Linked DNA regions of Hordeum vulgare: region 1 is linked to region 2. A link is a contact called in public Hi-C data. All regions are on one chromosome and are shown on one strand. The core of a region is the stretch at or near the end of the contact, and the rest is flanking DNA. Distances in the headings are between cores, read along the strand shown.

What was found. Hi-C and Micro-C count contacts between places; a contact is called where the count stands out from the background.
Region 1: a Hi-C map of seedling shows a contact between it and region 2, with 4 times the contacts expected there. The contact joins the promoter of LOC123412251 here to the promoter of LOC123407145 in region 2. A contact is called at or near these places in 2 of 6 Hi-C or Micro-C datasets (leaf and seedling).

The regions. Positions count from the first base shown.
Region 1 is chr7H:563,234,562-563,237,261 of MorexV3_pseudomolecules_assembly, forward strand. It overlaps LOC123412251 (probable histone acetyltransferase HAC-like 1), which reads left to right and starts at 1,256. Exons shown (of 18, transcript XM_045105198.1): 1 at 1,256-1,522; 2 at 2,037-2,260; 3 at 2,428-2,536. The coding sequence starts at 2,097.
Region 2 is chr7H:562,537,456-562,540,155 of MorexV3_pseudomolecules_assembly, forward strand. It overlaps LOC123407145 (thylakoid lumenal 16.5 kDa protein, chloroplastic-like), which reads right to left and starts at 1,414. Exons shown (of 4, transcript XM_045100216.1): 1 at 835-1,414; 2 at 606-745; 3 at 447-519; 4 at 1-320. The coding sequence starts at 1,210. The coding sequence ends at 211.

The DNA of each region.
Region 1 (2,700 bases), core at 6-2,505, 700 kb after region 2:
GTTTTCTCCACAACACGACACTGCCATTGTTTCTTATCAAAGTAATAACTTGTCCGCCACAACTTCTCAAGAGTAACAAGCAAGTAATAACTTATCCACCATGGATTCTTAGAGCTACAAGTCGGGTTTTTTAGGTTCAAAGGATAAGAATAGGATATCTCAATTCCTATATGGAAAAGAGATGTCATTTCATCCATAGGATGCATTTTTTTTCATCAGGTTTGTGCTAATATATTTTTTCTATGAAATGTAAAGTATAGGAATCCTACATAGAAATAGGGATCCATTCTTGCAAATCAAAGGGCTCTAAAGAAAAAAATCTACAAGAATTCTATATCATATGAAATGCCCCCACCATTCATACAAACGAATGAAGGCCTAAGTAACAATCGGGATACAAAGAGTACACATCACAAAAGAAAAAAAGAGCCATGATGAGGATGCTTGTTAGCATCTTGTTTACCCTTGAGAGAAGGTAAAGAACCTATGATGAGCAATTTTGTATTTTTCATGTTCCTTTCATATTTGTCTCGTCCATTTCTTCAAATCATTACAAAACATTTTTTATGGGACTGCCAAGATACCCTTAGTCCATAGGTAGACATCTGTTTTCCGTCTATATGAGATAATTCTTTTCAACATTGGCGAAGCAAGGGAGATGAGCATGGCCAACTCACATCCTATTCCCATACACAAACAAAATAATTATGTTGGCTCTCAATAGGTAGTGGTATTTACGCACTAGTACACAACCTCCTCTACAATGTTGTTTGCTCTACAATCCGGCTACGCCACCGTTTCTTCTTAAAGTGATAAACCAAGTAACATCTTGAAAGAAAAGAAAAAAAGTTAAGTAATAACGTGGCCGCCACTACTTTCGAAAACAACAAGCTAGGTAATAACTTATCCACCACGATTTCTGAGATCAACAAGCCAAGCAACACCTAGGAAATAAAGAATTCGCAAAAGAGAAAAGATCAATCAACAACTTGTCAGCAACTACAGTAAGAGGCGATCGGTCTTCGACGACACGAAGCGATAATGATGAGATGAAAATCACCGTAACAAGAAGAAGTGGTCCAATCAACATATAAAGAAAGAACCAAGCAGCAAGAAGCCTGCCTCTCCATTTGGGAGGAAACATGAGGGAGAATTTTGGGGGGAGATGTTCATCCGTTGGGGACTCGGAGGCCCCACGCTTCCGAATTTGGGAGGAAACGGGAGATACATACATAGATTTTCCTTTTGGCCCACCAACAAAGCGCGGCTCCAGTCCTCTTCCCGTTCCCGTTCGCCTCACGCGTTCCCGTTCCCGTCCCCGACTCATAGCCCCCCCTCCCGTTCGCCCCTCGTCTCAAGTTCTCGCGCTCCCTCCTTCGCCCGCACGGGGCCCCGAACCCCTCCTTCGCCCTCCCGCCGCCCAGCCCTCGGCCGCGTCCTCCTCCCCGCCCCGGCTCGACCGCGCCGGCGCGGAAGCGGGGATCCCATTCGGGCCCCGGCTCGACTCCCTCTTCCTTCGACGGTAAGCAAGCCCTAGCCCCTCCGTCGATTTTCGCCGTTCCGACGGAGAATGAGCTCTGCTCCGCGCGGATCCTGCCCCTCGATCGGCGGAACCGAGGTTTACTCGATCGAATCCTCTCGCCGCGTAGCTCGATTAGTCGGTCGCCGGTTCGCGCGCTGCGTGGCGGCTCGATTCGGCCCCTCGCATTTCTCTTTCCCCCCGGGCGATCGCGCGCGGGATCCGTGCCCGTCTCGGTTGACCCCGCGTGGCAGTGCTCGCATTGCGGCGTCGTGTCTGGTGCTACGGGCAGCTTTGCGCTGCTTATGCCAGTTTAATTCTCCATGAGTTTTGCCTTTGCCGCCCGCATCGCGCGGCAGAGGCTGTGGTGTTGCTGCGCGCGAATCAAATGGGCCGGGTCTTGCTTTGGAAGTTGGATGGAACTTGCTCTCCTTGTTTATGTACTTTTTTACGTTGCTGTGCGTTGTGCTGCTGATAAAGTTTGCTAACGCGGTGTTATTTTGGCCGCTGTGTTCAGCCGCATCTGTTCATCAGAGGCTGATGACGGCGACAAATTGAAGCCCATTTTGTGGACGAGATGAATTTGGGGCAGCTGTCAAACCTGTCCGGGAAGACCACACAGATGAATCCGGGCAGTGGTCACGGGATGCTGCAGCAACAGCAGCAGCGGCAGGTCGCTTCGGGGCACCCTGCTGCGGATCCTGAGTTTGTAAACATGCGCAAAACCATGCTTCAGAGGATGTAAGCTTTTACTTGTTACCAAATCCACTTCTCGATTGGTTCTGGTGCAATAACTCATGTTTAGTTGTTGATGATAGTCGAACCAAAGAACTTCTTTGCAGAGAATTTGCATTTGAACCACAAGCTTGAACTATTGATGTTAACTAACACTAATTTAACATTGCCAGATTAGAGATTATTATGGCAAAGAGGAGTGCATCTCCTGGAATGATGCCAAACATGACGAACCTTGCAAAGCGGCTTGAAGTGGCTATGTTCATGGCGCATCCGACTAAGGTAATCTGAATCATTCATTTTTTAAGGCACACACACACACACACAAAAAAAGCATTGCATGGCTGAGAAAGAATGAAATGATACTTTATTCTGAGGACACTCAAAATGTGTGGCATGCTTGCCATTCAATTGGCTGTGGTCACTCTAGAGCAGTCTACCATTCA
Region 2 (2,700 bases), core at 164-2,663:
CAGAGCACAGAGGAAATTGTGATTCTAACAGATTATTCTTCCGTCGAAGCCGTGGTTACGAACTTACAATAGAATCAACGCATGTATATCAGTATCATGGGCAGAGCATTCTTGCAATTCTCTTTGACTCTAGGGAGGCATTTCAGGCGGAAAACACCATCTCCGGTAGGTATGTACTCGTCAGCCAACAATTCACTCATCTCAGAAAATTCAGAAGCCTTTGAGCTTGCCGGTGAGCCCGGCCAGCTCCACCCATTTCTCCAGCGCCGTGGCCGACGACACGAACGCCGACTTGGAGGAGTTAATGTCGCTCTTGCTCACTGCAACAAGAATGAAAACAGAAAAAGATAATGTTTTTGAAGGACCGGAGATGATGTTCACTTGTTCAGAGCCCCTTTTCCTAATTCTTCCAGTGCTAGAGCTAAACTGATGAAGTATATATATACCTGATGTGAACAAGGAGGACAGCGAGGAGTTGAAGCTGTCGACCGCGCTCTTCTCCTCACTGCTTGAGCTGAACTGTTGCGCACATACAGTGATAGAAATCAGTCAAACAGTTCTGTGTGTAAGTGTAAGTATCTGTGTTTTTGTTACAAGGGTTTTGCCTTGGAGAAAGCTGCATTGACGTTCTGCACCCACGGCGCGTCGGAGCCGGGGCCGAGGACGTCGCCGGCGGCGGCGAGGTCGTCCTTGTCAATGGCCTGCCCCACCTTGCTCAGCTTGTACACCAGCTCCTGCAAGTACCCTGTGGTTAAGGATTAATTGCCAGCACTAGTTTGCAAAGCATCGCAGATAGGCACTACTACAAGGCATGGCTAGTTTAAGCTGACCGACCTGTCTCGGCGGCGGAGGAGCTGATGACCCCCTGCTTCTGGAGCCGCTTCTTCTTGTCCTCCTTGACGCGCTCCAGCAGCTCCAGGTCGTCGTCGGCCTCCAGGATGGCGGCCCGCGCGGCGTCGCCCGAGGAGGAGGCGCCGGCGAGCGCGAGCGCGGCCAGCAGGCACGACGACGCGATGCCGCGGCGCCTCCCGACGACGACGGCGGCGTCCTGGCCTGCGCTGCTCGCCGCGGCCACCCCTCTCAACGAGGTGGGTTTCTTGGCGACAGGATGCAGCAGCGCGGGCACCTCCTGCGCCGCCGCGGCCGGCTTGGACGCCGCCGCCCCGCCGCACCCGGCGAGCGTCCACGCCTCGGTGACCATGGGCACCATACGATCGACGGAGAGAGAGCGCGCGCTTGGTTCAGTGGGGAGGTTGGTGAGGAGCTGTGGCCGTCGTCGCGTGGGGAAACCGGAATGCGGAATGAGATGGCCGAATGGAATGGAATGGAAGTGAGTGTCCCCTTATCCTCGCTATATCTCGCCGCGCTCGTCACAGCCACAGACGGGTTAGCCTCAGTCGGCCATGCCAGTGTGGGTATGGAACGGCAATGCTTTGACACATGTAGTACGTGCGTTGTAGGTGGCCTCTCGCGGCAGAAAGTAGTTCTGCCCGTTTAACGTTAGCTACGGGCAACATATCTACCCTTCATCTAGACATTAAGATGCGTGTGGTTGCTAACTTTTTATTCTCAGTTTTTTGTTATATAAAAACTATACCGGGAGAACGGAGGTTTGGAGGCCGAGCTTCATGGAGCTCGAAATTTTCAAAAAAATTCAAATTCTCAATTTTAAATAATCTGGAAAAATATGCGAGTAAAGAAGGATGTTATGTCTATGTGTGTAAATTTTTAGGATGAAATACCTTAAAATACGATCTGTATAAAAAAGATAAATTAATGGCCTAGGACGATGAATAGTATCATGTGTTAAAAAGCGTTAAATTTATCTTTTTTGTACAAACCTCATTTCAACATATTTTCTCTGAAAATTTACACATATGTGTGTTACACCCTCACTTGTCTCTATGTTTTTATCAATTTTTTTTAAAATGTAGAAAATATGAATTTTTATGAATTTTTGGAATTCAAATTTAAAAACCATCATGGAGGTCGAGCTTCGAAAGCAATTTCCGCTATACGTGAAGAAATACAATGTTTTGGACTTCATTATTGTCCTTTACTCCCTCCGTTTCTAAATATAAGTCTTTTTAGAGATTTTACTAGTGGACTACATACGGATGTATATAGACATACTTTAGAGTATAGATTCAATCATTTTGCTCCGTATGTAGACCCTTAGTGAAATTGCTTAAAAGACTTATATTTAGGAACGGAGGGAGTAGTTATGTACTTATGTTAACCTAACCGGAGCAATTCTCCCTGCAGAGAGGCAACACTAAGGAGTACAGATATGGAAGCTGGTGGTCAGTTTGGAGGACAGGGACATACAGCATGGTACTTTAGTGAAATCGCTTAAAAGACTTATATTTAGAAACGGAAGGAGTACATGGCATGCATGCCAGACATGGCACAAAGTTGACAGCTCAAAATGTCTTCTCTCACACAATAAATCTAACCTTTTATTGCACCTTTGCTAAATTAAATCGTTCATATACTTTAAGCCATAAGGTTGTATCTGAAATAATTTATATATTTGAACTCCTGGCGTGAAGACCTTTAGAACTAGACCAATCTTGTATACATTTCAAACACGTTTAAAATTTACCATTTCAAATTTCATATGTGGAATGCACATATTTCACTAAATACGAAACAAACCTATTTCACTAGAAATACTTGAAACCAATCAATTTCAAAATT